2 separate regions of the Mus musculus genome follow, and region 1 is linked to region 2. Evidence: chromatin contacts called from public HiChIP or PLAC-seq data. All regions are on one chromosome and are shown on one strand. Each heading gives the region's core, a stretch centred on a gene start, on an enhancer-like site or on the middle of the called end of the contact. The rest is flanking DNA. Distances are from core to core; before and after follow the strand shown. Region 1 holds the start of Thap1 (THAP domain containing, apoptosis associated protein 1). Region 2 overlaps Nsd3 (nuclear receptor binding SET domain protein 3).

Region 1 (6,767 bases), core at 455-2,954, 460 kb after region 2:
TGTGACAACCAGAGCTGCTGAGGCTACCAGGTTCAGTAAGATGCTGCCAGCCTCCCCAGCACCCCAGTCAGATGAGACAGAGATGTTACAGCACACAATTACAGACATAAGTACACAACTTCACCAAAACAAAAAGGTATAAGGCAAACCTGACAGAAAAAAACACACAAGATACATCTTAAGGAAAGATGAAGCAGTCAGGGGACGGGCATCCCAGGCCAAGCAAAGCTGCCTATCTGAGCAGTTACAGGAGTGTAAGGACAAGCAGGGGAAGATGGTACAAACACAGGAGTACCTGCTGCTTATGCTGCCATCATCAGCAATTTGGACTTTATTCACTACAGAGGTATCCTGGGATGTCTAAGCTTTATAAACAAGGGGCTGGCAGTGTTTTTATGAGGGACAGAGAGAAAGCTGAAGACTAGGACTGACAAAAAGTTGAGACTGTGAGTACTTGAATTCAAGGATGGTGGTGAGAGAATAACCTCTCTATTCTATGAGGTTAACCTAAGTCTCGAGGAAGGGGTCCTAGGAGCAGCTGATAAGAGCACTTAGCATCAAGACTAATGATCCGAGTTAGGTCCCAGAGCCCACAAGGTGGAAGGAGAGAACCCACTCCCACAAACTGTCCTCTGACCCACAACATGTGTGCCTGGTGCCCAGCTGCCTGGAGTTATAGATGGTTGTGAACTGCCTTGTGGGTGCTGGGAATCGAACCCGGGTCACCTGCAAGAGCAACAAGTGTTCTTTTCTGCTGAATTAAAGCCTAGTTTTTTTGTTTTATCTCAGTGACACCAGGATTTCAGATTTAAGTAGTTGGCGAATGTATTAAACCATATACCTGATAACTCTGAAGGCAAGTCCATGTGTGCTCAAGTAAAACGAGCTAGGAAAAGATGGTATGTGGGTTCAATAGTCAAAGTTCTAGAGATGGTAGCCACTAAATAGATCCTTAAGAGAAGCAATATTTAAGGGTACAGAAAATAGTTTATAAGGGAGAGAATGCGCCACACACTCCAAACTACAGAGGGTCAAGCCTGTAACACTTGTCTTCAGCTTGAAAAATCGCTGCGCCTACACAAAGGTAACAACGTTCAGAAGTGCACTGTAGGGATGGAAAGATGGCTCTGCAGTTGAGAGCACTGACTGCTCTTACATAGGTCCTGAGTTCAATTCCCAGCAACCACATGGTGGCTCACAACCATCTGCAGTGAGATCTGATGCCCTCTTCTGGTGTGTCTGAAGACAGCGACAGTGTACTCACATACATTTAAAAAAAAAAAAAAAGGTCTTCCTTCCCAGCTTAGAGGAAATGAAATGCGCGTTTGTCCTCGTTGTCTAGTTAGACGGTCACCTGGATTCTGAACGTGGACCACAGGTTTGTACAATCCACGCATCTGCTGGTTCCCCCCCCTTTAAAAAAAAACTGCGTATGGCCAGGGACGAGCTCTTCCACGTTCTCCTGCAGGCTTTCGGACCCAACAGGCCGTTCTTTATCAAGCTGCAGCAGAAAACGCCGGACAAATTAACGACAGTCACCACTACGAGAACGACTGCAGTCAGGATCCCAAACAAACGCGCTCTCTTCCGGCCAAGGCGCAGAGGGCCCACCCACTTCCGCACTGCTGACCACGCCCCACAGGCGCGCCTCGCCCCAGCCAATGGTCAGCTTCCCTGGGAACGTTACCTTCAGCCAATCAGAGACGGCGAGCCGAGTCCTCGCGAGAGGTGAGGCTGAAGCTGCCTCCGCCATCTTGAAGATGGGAGACGGGCGACAGCTGTGGTCCTTCTGCTAAAGCAAACCCCACAACGGACAGGGTAGTCACTCCCCCACCCCAACCCCCACCCCACGGCGAGGTGATCGTCCCCGTAACTGCTGACCGACGCCACCGAGAGCGGCGAGCGTTATCAAGGCCGAGCGCGGCGACCCCGACGGCCCCCTTCGCCTGCCTCCCGGGCCGAAGGGAAGTGTGGAGGGCCAGAAGGATGGTGCAGTCCTGCTCCGCCTACGGCTGCAAGAACCGCTACGACAAGGACAAGCCCGTCTCCTTCCACAAGTAGGTAACTGGCGTGCTCCGCGGCCGCGGCGACAGGGGCGCGCGGGCGGGTGGGGGCGGAGCCCGGCGCGTGGCCGCGCGAGACCTGGAGGAGGCGGGGCGGGCGCTCGGGCGCTCAGGGCGGCGGACGGGCCGGGCCGGCGGGGGCGGGGACCCACGGGGGCGCGTCCCCGTGGCTGCGCGCCCCCGCTGCGCATCCCGGGCGCGCGGCGTCTCCGTTGGTCTTGGCCTCCGCTGGGGGCTGAGACCGCGCGCCTTCGCGCTCGCGGAGGGTTTCCGGCGGGCGGGCAAGCGAGCGAGCGACGCCCAGAAGCCTCTCGCAGCCCTGCGTACCTCTTCGTCCCAAGCCGCGGCGTGGCCGTGGCACATAGGGAGGAAGTCGAGCTGGGAACGCACAGGGGGAGGAGGACAGGTTTCGGACCTCACTGTGGATGCCGGGAAGGAAGCAGGGCAGCTGACCGGGATGCCAGGGAGGACTCTTAAGTCCTAGCGTCAAAGAACCAACCTTTAGCATCCATGGGCTTTAGAGGAGGCTCTTGGTATTGTCGAGATGAACCCCTGTCTTTCAACACACAGGAAGAACGAGACGATAGCACACACTTGACTCTGTTGCCGTGGTGAAGGTTAATGTGAGCGAATACCAGCTTTACCCCCACAGCCGTCAGGGCTCGTTCTTGTAGTGGGTGCAGCAATCAAGAAGCCAGGGTGAAAAATACTCTGGAGAGATGGCTCAGCGGTTGAGAGCACTGACTGCTCCTCCAGAGGTCCTGAGTTCAATTCCCAGCAACCACATGGTGGCTCACAACCATCCGTAATGAGAAATGACGCCTTCTTCTGATGTGTCTGAAGACAGCTACAGTGTACTTATATATAATAAATAAATCTTTTTAAAGAGAAAAATAAAAATACTCTCTTGAAAGAAGAAAGTCATAGAATTAGCGTTACTGATGGTGTTTGTTAATGCTAACAGTCCACAAAATGTGACAATTTTTAGGCAGGTAAATTTGTTGTTACAAGTTTTATGTTAGGTTTTGGAGGAATTCCTGACTGTATGCAGATGATAGCTAAGAAATCAGATCCACTGGTAAATTATGCAAGTTATCCATAGCAAAACGATTACAGAAACAAATTTCACAATGGTCTCTCAGATTTTGAGGGGTCAGTAGTGTTCATGTTTAATAATGTTTGCAAGAAAGTAAGACTTGTGTGCTGTTTTCTCTGGGGAATAGGCTAGAATATAGCCTAAACTATGACTTGGTTTTTTGAAATTTCATACATCCTCAGAATGTAGGACTAGATGAGGGAATGGTGACAGGGACGTGCATTCGACTTGCCGCCTCCCTTTCCTATGCTTTATTAAGATGGCCCAGGGAACCTTCAAGTATGCAGACTAGTTAAAAATGGCACACATCAAAAAGACCGTTTCAACTGCTGGGTGTTGGAAAATAAGAACAAGGGCTAACATGAGTCTTAAGCCTTATGTAAGAACAGTAAGTGGCCAAGATCTTGCTTGACAGTTCTGTGCCCCCGTCCTAGGAGACGAGACACTAGGACTTATAAGAAGTTGCCACCATGGTGCTTTGAACTTCTTTTTAGGCATATGCTTTTTCCAGCCTGAACATAGTTGCAGTGGAGAAAGCTGGCTAATATAAAGATAAGCCCTAACACGAAGGTTGGCTAGGTCTTCATGAAGAACAGGATGATCGGGGTCTGGCATACCTTATGTGGTGGAACAGCTAAAGAACAGTAAAGCTAAATTGAAACATTCTATAGCTTTTTCTGATCACTCTAGCGTCTCCCACTGCGTCTTTGATATAGAAAAGCACAGGGCAATAAATATAAAGACTCCCCACTCTGTATGCTGAATTAAGCACGAAAATAAAGTCCTTACCTTCTTTATCACTTGCGTATAATTCAGGCTGTCAGAATGTAGTCTATGTGTTGGACTGACTAAAAAAGAGCTAGAAGTCTCTTTGAGGATATAGACATATGTCCGATTTTTGTTCTTCTATAAGACACAGAATTGCTAGTAAGGCATGAGTAGAAGTGCACTGCACATACTGTCTGTTCTAATTGCACTGTCAAGTGTCTTCGTTATGACAAGGTAAAGCTTCCTGAGGGAGATTGGTAACCAGAACTAATCTCCAATCAGAGTCTCCTTAGGATGGGGTAAGGTAGTTCTTTAGTAAGCCGGAGAGTGTGGGGCTTTTCTTTATCTTTTTAAAGTCAGAGAACTGGATTGTCTCTCCTTAGGTTTCCTCTTACTCGCCCCAGCCTTTGTAAGCAGTGGGAGGCAGCTGTTAAAAGGAAAAACTTCAAGCCCACCAAGTACAGCAGCATCTGCTCGGAGCACTTCACCCCGGACTGCTTTAAGAGGGAGTGCAACAACAAGCTACTGAAGGAGAACGCTGTGCCCACAATATTTCTCTATATCGAGCCACATGAGAAGGTAACGTGGGTTTTTAAGTGCTGGGTTGGTGTTTTTTCCTTTCCCAGTCCTTTCTCTGTTTTCTTTCCTCCCCTCCAGTCTCTTCCCCTCCCATCCCTGTGTGAGACAGAGTCGTAAGTAGTCTGGGCTGGCTTTGAGCTGCTGAGGCTGAATCGGAACTCCTGATCCTCCTGCCTTTACCTTCCAAATTCTACTATCATAAGCATTGGCTTTGGGTGAATGCTGTTTTCATTTCTGAAGCTAATGTGTTCATGGGAAAAATCAGGGAAAGGATAACAAAACAAGTGTATCTGAAACCTATCATTTAGCAGTAGCTACTGTTGGGGCTTAGTGGTTAAGAATATCAGAGGTTAAGAGCACTGATTGCTCTTCCAGAGGTCCTGAGTTCAATTCCCAGAAACCACATGGTGGCTCACAACCATCTGCAATGGAATCCAATGCCCTCTTCTGGAGTGTCTGAAGACAGCTACAGTGTACTCACATAAAATAAATAAATCTTAAAAAAAATAAAAAAATGTGTATTGCTCTTCCAGAGGCCCTGAATTTGATTCCTAACACCTACTTCAAGCAGTCTTCTCATACCCTCCCATCCCCCCACTCCCACAGCAGATATGCCCATGATTAAAATATAAATCTTTCTTTTTTAAGAAAAAAAAAGGCCACTATTAACAATAATACATGTTTTAAAAACAATTCTGCACATTAGAGATCTCACAGTAAATAACTCAGTCTAGTTCTGCTTAAGGTAACGGAAACTCTGTTTCATTTATGTGTTGATAAGCTTCATTTTCATTCCTGGGGATGATTTTCAGATTAATTTTTTTCTGTTTTGGGTGTTTAGTATTTACTTATATCCAACTAAATCACTTTCTCTGTTTCACAAATTCCACTTTAACGTCAGTTAGAAAAGTTGAATTAGGACTGGAAATGCCGCATGGTGGCACACACCTGCAGTCTGAGCACTGCAGAGAACCAACTGCGAGGATTGCCACAGTTGAGGCTAGCCTGGTAAACACTGCCATTTTCCAGGCCAACCTGGACTATACAGTAAGGATGCCCCATTCCCCCATACAAATACAAGGAAACCCCAAACCCCAAACAAACAAAAACCACCTTAAACTGATGCCAGGGGCTTATCGCTTGTAATCCTAATACCTGGGAGGTAAATGTAGGAGGAGCTTACGTGTAGGGCCAGCCTAGGCTACACACCTAGGCTTTTAAAATCTACAGACAAGCCAAAGCCTAACGCTGACATGTTTAGGCCTGGAAGGCGGTTTGAATCCTAGAGAGCTTTGCCTAGATGTCCTGGTGCCCTGGATTTCATGCCAGTACTGCAACCCACCAAGACAATGTATTTTCTCATTTTGGACTTCTTGTGTATCATGGAGTGACAAAAACTGTTTAATGTTGAAACCTCAGCTATGTTAGTTACTAACCCCACGTGCTTGTCTGTTGCTGTCTAGAAGGAAGACCTGGAATCCCAAGAACAGCTCCCCTCTCCTTCACCCCCCGCTTCCCAGGTTGATGCTGCTATTGGGCTGCTAATGCCCCCTCTGCAGACCCCTGATAACCTGTCGGTTTTCTGTGACCACAATTACACTGTGGAGGATACGATGCACCAGAGGAAGAGGATCCTGCAGCTGGAGCAGCAGGTGGAGAAACTCAGGAAGAAGCTCAAGACGGCCCAGCAGCGGTGCCGGCGGCAGGAGAGGCAGCTCGAGAAGCTCAAGGAAGTCGTCCACTTTCAGAGAGAGAAGGACGACGCGTCCGAGAGGGGCTACGTGATCCTACCAAATGACTACTTTGAAATTGTTGAAGTTCCAGCATGAAAAAATGAGATGTGTTAGTGGGACAAGACTATACACCTTCTTTTAGCCTACATACAGGAGTTCATTTGAAAAAATAACACTTAATTACTTGTATTAAAAAAACAATATTTTTTTAAAATAAATTAGATATATACTGTAAAATTGTAATTTTTTTGTTTGTAATTTCAGAGTTTCTACATTTTAACAAATATTTAAAAAATCCTTAAACCACCAATATAATGTTGTATATTGGTTTCAAGATGGTGGATTGTTTTTCATTTGAGTATTTATAGAAATAATGTAAAAATAAAAAGTAGAGAGGGTGATGGTATGATAAAATGATTTAAGTTTAAAAATTAATGCCCTTTATTGAGATAACTTATAATTTAAATCAGATGTTTAAGTGAGAGCATAGGACAGAGCCTTTCAGAATATAGAGGTATACATACACAC
Region 2 (7,375 bases), core at 2,170-4,669:
CTATAACTTTAACTGTTCAACATGCTAATACTTTCTTTGCTTTTGGATCATAGTCTCTAGTAGTTATGTATTTCTTTGGTCAATACAAAAAGGAGAGCTGGGCATGGTGGTGCCTGTCTGCAGTCCCAGCACTTGGGAGACAGGCAAGAGGATCACTGGTGGAAGGTGTGAGCTACATAGTGAAATTCCATCTCCAAGAAAAGGTGGAGGAAAATTCTTCATCTTGAAATGCAAGTTTATTTTTGGTTGGTGTGGTTTTGAAAACGTAGGTCATGACTAGGAGAAAGGGACCAGTGGAGATGGAGCAGTTACAGGCCACTGCTGTAACAGTTAAAGGCCACTGCTGTAGTTACAGACCACTGCTGTAACAGTTACAGGCCACTGCTGTAACAGTTACAGGCCACTGCTGTAACAGTTACAGGCCACTGCTGTAGTTACAGACCACTGCTGTAGTTACAGACCACTGCTGTAACAGTTACAGGCCACTGCTGTACTGCCTGCTTGACGGCCTCTGCACTGGGAAGGAGTGACGCTGGAGCTACCGTTGTGAGAATCTGTGTTCCACCTTGGTATTAGAAGGAGAAAATAAGTTCCCATCACCTTAATTATTTTCATTCTTGTCTGACGTTATTATAAAGAGATTTAGTTTATTGTGGTAGTGGATTAAAATAAAAATGATTGTTACTTTTTCCTAGCTGTAAAGAACAAAAGAAAGCTATTTGTTTGAAAGCCTATTTTAAATCTACATGGGCTAACGAGGTTCTGTATCTCTTGTGATATTTTAGCTAGCCAATACCAGATCCCCTGTAGCTCATATTCTAAAGGAGCACAGGTTGGGTTTTTCTGGTTTTTTTTTTGTTTGTTTGTTTTTTGTTTTTTGTTTTTTTACTCAAAAACTTCGTTTCTAGCTGCTGAAGTCTTAACAACTAGCTATTTCATTCATTTCCTATTTTAATCCATCACTCGGGACATAATTCAGTGTCTTTGTTTCCCATTTGAATAAAGTCTAGTATACTTAAACGTTTTCCTTCCTTCCGTTTCTCTGTTACTAAGGCTGTTTGTCTGTTTTAAGGTGGAAGATTGCTCTGCTGTGAATCGTGCCCTGCTTCCTTCCACCCAGAATGCCTGAGCATAGACATGCCAGAAGGCTGCTGGAATTGCAATGACTGTAAAGCTGGCAAGAAACTGCATTACAAACAGATTGTTTGGGTCAAATTGGGAAATTACAGGCAAGTTTTCCAAGCACAAAAAAGGAAGTACTACTGTTGCAGCGGGGGTCATGATCTGCACGGAGTGCGATTAGCGCACAGGCCGAGAGACAGGCTTGCAGGATCCGCTCCCTGAACAAAAGGGCTCAAAGACAAGGGCGGTTGGTCTGGATTTCTAGGGAATGGCAAAGGTTATTTTGCTCTTGGATTTTTGTTTTTATCTGCTTGCCTTTTCTTTGAGAGTGGGTTTTTCACTTTGCTTAGGTTCTGAGAATTATTTTATACTGATGAATTATGCACTACTAAATTTTGCAATGAAAGGATTTACATAAAGAATGGAGGTTTTGGGTTTTTTTGTATCTTAGTTTTATATTGGTTTTAAACTTTTTTATAAACATTTATTTATTTGTTTGTTTGTTTGTCTATTTATTTATTTATTTGGTGTATGAGTCTTTTTACTAGCCTGTACGCTTGTATCTCATGTGTGTGCTTGCCTAGGGAAGTCAGGTGTCAGATCCCCTGAGACTGAGTTACAGACAGCTTTGAGCTGCCATTTGTGGGCTAGAAATTGAACACAGGTCTTCTGGAAGAGCCCTGAACAATCTCTCCATGCCTTGATTTCTAATTTTGAATGAGATCAAGAGTTTATAGCTTTTATCAAAATAGATCCATTCAAATTTGTTTGTTTTTGTTTGTGTGTGTGTGTTCTCTGTGTAATAACCCTGAAACTTGCTTTGTAGACTAGGCTGGCATCAGACTAACAGGGGTCCACCTGGCTCTGCCTCCAGAGTGCTGGGATAAAGGACGTGTGCCGCCACACCCTGCTAGGTCAGTTTGGTTCTAAACCAGGCCCACTGTGTTCAAGTAGCCCTAAGCTGTGTGCAAAGAGTGCTTTGTTTTCTTCATATATACTAAAAAGTGAGATTATTCCAGTAAGAGCTGGGACATACAAGTGCCACAGTACAATTTTAGAGGTCAGAGAAGAGCTTTCTGGAGCTGGGTCTCTCCTACCCAAGAGAATCTCAGGAGGTCAGCCTTGACAACAGCAGCTTTACCTGTTGAGCCACCACACCAGCCCAAGCCTCAGTTCTTAAAGGCATGAGAACAGGGGCTGCAGAGATACTAAGAGTGATTGCTGCTCTTTAGATCCGTGTTCATTTCCCAGCATCCATGTCAGGAGGCTTACAGCCCCCTGTAACCCCAGCCCAGGCAGGCAGACCTTCTCTCCTGGCCTCACACAGGTGCATATACACACATAAAAAATAAAAACATAGGGCTGGTGAGATGGCTCAGTGATTAAGAGCACTGACTGCACTTCCAAAGGTCCTGAGTTCAAATCCCAGCAACAACATGGAGGCTCACAACCATCCGTAATGAGATCTGATGCCCTCTTCTGGTGTGTCTAAGGACAGCTACAGTGTACTTTCATATAATAATAAATAAATCCTTTAAAAAAATAAAAACAAAATTTAAAATGAGAGAGGAATTAATATTATTTAAAAACATACTCCTTTGTGATAAGTTATTTCTCTGCCAGTGAAATGAGCCAATTCAAGCCAGAGTAGAGTACATAGCAGGTTTATAGGGAAGCTGCTCTTGGGCTAGGTAAGTTGTCATGGGAGGGGAGAGAGAAAGAGAGCACGCAAGCAGGGAGAGAGAAAATGGAGAGAGGGGGAGAGGAGAGAGGGAAAGAGAGACCAAATTGTCTGGATTATATAGGAAAGAGCCTCTAGGGGAGGGGAAATTCAGGGCAGAGGGCATACGCCCTGTAACAGGTAGAGACTGAGGGATGCTGGGAGAACCTGGAGGCCAGGTCCATCTTGCTATGTAAAATATACACCTCAGCCTCCTGTCCTGGGTCTGAAACCCAGCATGGTAAGACTTTAATATTTTTGTTTATTTTTGTTATCTTATGTGTATGGGTGTTTTGCCTCTGTGTATGTCTGTGTGCTGTGTACCCAGGGAGGCCAGAAGAGGGAGTTAGGTTCCCTGGAACTAGAGTTATAGATGGCTGCGAGCAGCCGCGTGGGTGCTGGAAGAGCAGCCTGTGCTCGTAGCTGCCAGGCCATCTCCCCGGGTCCTCCTTTAAGATAATTAATAGCCTTGATATGTGTTAGGATTGGTATTTTGAGGCAGGGTCTCACTGCGTAGCTCTCTCTAGCCTAGACCATATGTAGACCAGATGTCTGCCAGACGGCCTGCAGAGTGCTGATATTAAAGGCGTGTACCACCACATCCACCTTAGCTGTTTTTAAAGATGGGGTCTCACTATATAACTCTGGCTGACCTCAGAGTTGGCGTGCAGAAAAGGCTGATCTAAACCACAGAGACCCACCTCCCTCTGCCTCCTGAGTGCACCACAGTATCAGGAATTCTATTGGAATTCTGAAGAAAATATATTTCTAGATAATTGCAACCATATTGTAAATTGTTTGCATGAAGAGTTGAGTTTAGAGTATATTAAACATAAGCAGTCTGTGTCCATGTTTTTACATGTTATCTCCCTTTTGGAGGATAGGACAGAATCTTCCTGGCCTAACTAACCTCTTGCTTAAGTGGTCCTCCTGCCCCAGCCTCTCAAGTGGGTGAGACCACCATTGTTGGCACTTCTTCTTGCTTTGTTGTTGGAGGAATTTTGTATTTTTGTTTTGTTTTTGTTTTTGTTTTTTAGTGGGAGCTGGAGAAGTGGCTCGGCAGTGCGAGCACTGACTGCTTTTACAGTGGCACGCACAGCTGTCTGTAACTTCAGGTCCTGCTCCACACCTAGCACACACACAGGGTGCATACATGTAAGCCAGACATTCAAACACATACAAGTAAATTTTAAAAAGTGTGTGTGCGTGCGCGCGCGCGCGTGTGTGTGTGTGTGTGTGTGTGTGTGTGTGTGTGTGTGCGTGTGTGTGTGTGTGTGTGTGTGTGTGTGTGTGTACGTGCGTGTGTGCGTGCGTGCACTTTAAGTGTAGATCTGGATACATACAATCTTCTTTTTTCCAGTTTGGTTTTATAGGGACAGACCCTCTCTCCAGGTTAGCCCCACCCCCACCCCCAGCCCTGTTGTACAATGTGTTCTTCACATGTGGGGAATCCATCTAATGCCAATAGTCTCCATGCCAAGAGCACGGAGGAGATGGTTTTTTCTACTTGCACCCTGTGTTCATCAAGTTGAACTGAGTCTGGAATGCTGACAGGGAGCCTGGTATATCAGGGCGAGAGGCACCTCCTCTGGTTGATGAGTCGAGAAGTGCTGACTCGCATGTAGTACTGACACTTTGCTACGGCAGTGGCTCATTCTCAAAAGAATCCCTCTGACCGCTAGAAACAATCCTTCATTCTCAAAAGTTAGTCTCCTCCCCCTGGGAAGAGAGGAAGTTCATCAGTTGTGGGAAAGTGTGAATTTCCTACAGTGAAAATGGGCTGGGATCATACTAGTTAACATCCCAATTCCAGAGCTGGGAAGTGGTCGCATTGTCCTTCTCACAGTAGATGTTATAACTGATATGTTCGTGATATATATTTTATAAATTTTAAATGCTAGTCTTTTAAGGAAAGAAACCACATGGAGTTGTTAGGGCCTACTTTGTTCGGCCTATGTTCTCTGTTATGTTAATTCAGCAATAGTGATTGGTTGTGGTCATGGTGTTTTGGTGGTTGGTGGGGCGGGGCGTTGGGGTTGGGGGAAGTGAGGGTGAGGCAGGGTCTCACTGAGTAGCTCTTGCTGTCCTAGAAACTCACTATGGCGACCTGGCTGACCTCGAATCCACAGAGATTTGCCTGCCTCTCCCTGGGATTAAAGGCATGTAGCACCATGCTAAGTGAGCAGATCACTACTGTGTATTCTAGAATGTGAACCCTTCTCCCGGCCTGTAAGGAAGAGTGTGAGGTTTTCACCTTCTCCATTTTGTCCTCAGATGGTGGCCTGCAGAGATTTGCAGTCCCAGGTCTGTGCCGCTGAACATCCAGGGCCTTAAGCATGACTTGGGGGACTTCCCCGTGTTCTTCTTTGGTTCTCACGACTACTACTGGGTTCACCAAGGCAGAGTGTTCCCTTACGTTGAAGGAGACAAACACTTTGCAGAGGGACAGACTAGCATTAACAAGACCTTCAAAAAAGGTAAGTTGGGCCATGCTCACAGAGACCCAGTGCTCACACTCAGGGCTGTGTTTTGTATTTGCACACGAATCTTCTGCCACTCAAGAATGTTCACCAGGGCCGAGCGTGGCGGTGCACGCCTTTAATCCCAGCACTCGGGAGGCAGAGGCAGGCGGATTTCTGAGTTCGAGGCCAGCCTGGTCTACAGAGTGAGTTCCAAGACCGCCAGGGCTACATAGAGAAACCCTGTCTTGAAAAACCAACCAAACAAACAAACAAAAAGTGTTCACCAGGCACTGGGATTCTACATCCATAAACCTCCTATGACATCAGGACCAGGTTTGAGATGCATAAAGCCTAGAGCACTAGGCTATGTTTGAAGTGTCTTTTAATCAAGTGAAACTCCTTTACCACAGACAAGTAGGAAAGGCTTCCCAGGAAGACCTTGGACATTTGCAACATGACAGAGTCTACCTTTCTTTTTCTTTTTAATTTTTATTTATTTATTAAGATTTATTTATTTATTGCAAGTGAGTACACTGTAGCTGTCTTCAGACACTCCAGAAGAGGGCGTCAGATTCTCATTACAGATGGTTGTGAGCCACCATGTGGTTGCTGGGATTTGAACTCTGGACCTTCAGAAGAGCAGTCAGTACTCTTAACCGCTGAGCTGTCTCTCCAGCACCCCAGAAGTCTACCTTTCTCAGTAAGGATAAAATCAGTTTAAATCTAGGACAGACAGGGTACACAGGCGCTCTTCACAGGGTCACCTAGAGGTCTGAGTCAGTGACGTCAGCCCTGTGCTCTGATGCATAGTGGTTGATGCTAATTTATTATTTCCTCTACAGTGGTGGTGACTGGTGATTTCCAAAACATAATTTTAGAAAGTCAGCCTCAGGCCAGAGGCAGAGCGTGTCTAGGATGGTAGAATGTAACTTCCCACGCTAATGGGGTGTGCTCTTCTTTTGACAATGGCTTGCCTGCTCTTCTTGTCAGCACTGGAAGAAGCTGCAAAACGTTTCCAGGAGCTGAAAGCCCAGCGTGAAAGCAAGGAGGCTTTGGAGATGGAGAGGACCTCCAGGAAACCCCCTCCCTACAAGCACATCAAGGTGAGTGCGTCTCCCCGCTGCTTAAAGCCCCTTGACTTACAGGGATGCTCCGATGGTCACCCTCTCCTTGTTAAGCCACCACCTGGGAACCGTGGCTTACATGGAATTCTGTTGTTTCTGCCAGAGTATCCTGCAATTAGACAAGGATATAGACCTTTAGCCTTCCTTTTCCAGACATTGTCCCTTGATTTCAGGTATTAAATTTCATCAGCCTGTGGCAAGCGGGGGTGGGGTGGGGTGGATGAGACTTGACATCAAGCTTCAGCCTTTTTGTGTAGCAAATAGACATAGTTATTGTTCCTCGTCTATTCTGGAGAAATCACGATAAAGAGCTTTCCGTATTGTGTCTCAGTGCTTTGATGTTCAGTTCATGTTGCTCACAGATCCTCATCTTCTCCCGCCCCTCTCTTGCTCTGTCGTCTCCCAGGCCAACAAAGTCATAGGGAAGGTGCAGGTCCAGGTGGCTGACCTGTCGGAGATCCCCCGCTGTAACTGCAAGCCTGGTGATGAGAACCCGTGTGGCCTGGAGTCGCAGTGTCTGAACAGGATGTCACAGTATGAGTGTCACCCGCAGGTGTGTCCTGCTGGGGACCGCTGTCAGAACCAGTGCTTTACAAAGAGGCTGTACCCCGATGCAGAGGTCATCAAGACCGAGCGGCGAGGATGGGGCCTCAGAACCAAAAGAAGCATCAAAAAGGTAATGTGGTGGCCACATGGCTGCCCTCGTCAGTCGTGGCAGGACTGTAAGAAGCATAGCTACTTAAAGTTGGACTTCTCACTTCTCACAGGGTTTGCACTTGCTGAGCGAGAAGAAAGTGGGAAAGGATAACAGAACAGCCTGGCACTGTCATTGATGAGCCTTGCTCAGAAGGGGCATTGTGCTTTTTGATTTCTTTCTTTTTTTAAAAATTATTAAGTGGAATGATTCAAACATATTTTCTTGTTGTTGCTTTTCATGGTGGATAAAC

The links. HiChIP or PLAC-seq counts read pairs in DNA pulled down with a chosen protein or histone mark.
Region 1: a contact with region 2 is called in an H3K4me3 HiChIP or PLAC-seq map of embryonic limb bud, with 3 times the contacts expected there. The contact joins the promoter of Thap1 here to the enhancer-like site in region 2. A contact is called at or near these places in 12 of 39 promoter capture datasets (the C10 cell line, cranial neural crest, embryonic stem cells and 6 more), 10 of 115 datasets of contacts at active chromatin or transcription factors (the 230-238 cell line, the SCID.adh cell line, bone marrow-derived macrophages and 6 more) and 3 of 9 other capture datasets (embryonic stem cells, liver and pancreatic islet).

Annotation. Positions count from the first base shown.
Region 1 is chr8:26,156,465-26,163,231 of GRCm38.p6, forward strand. Thap1 (THAP domain containing, apoptosis associated protein 1) reads left to right here and starts at 1,705. Exons shown (of 3, transcript NM_199042.2): 1 at 1,705-2,057; 2 at 4,311-4,506; 3 at 5,970-6,767. The coding sequence starts at 1,987. The coding sequence ends at 6,335.
Region 2 is chr8:25,693,617-25,700,991 of GRCm38.p6, forward strand. It overlaps Nsd3 (nuclear receptor binding SET domain protein 3), which reads left to right. Exons shown (of 23, transcript NM_001081269.2): 15 at 1,073-1,229; 16 at 5,117-5,319; 17 at 6,295-6,407; 18 at 6,835-7,104. Among named protein-coding and RNA genes, the nearest start is that of Plpp5, 23 kb to the right of the region's middle. Within about 2 kb of position 3,420, at least 10 of the 459 cell types and tissues checked have an H3K27ac peak or open chromatin away from gene starts, as enhancers often do. A contact at or near this core is called in embryonic limb bud, where this site is marked.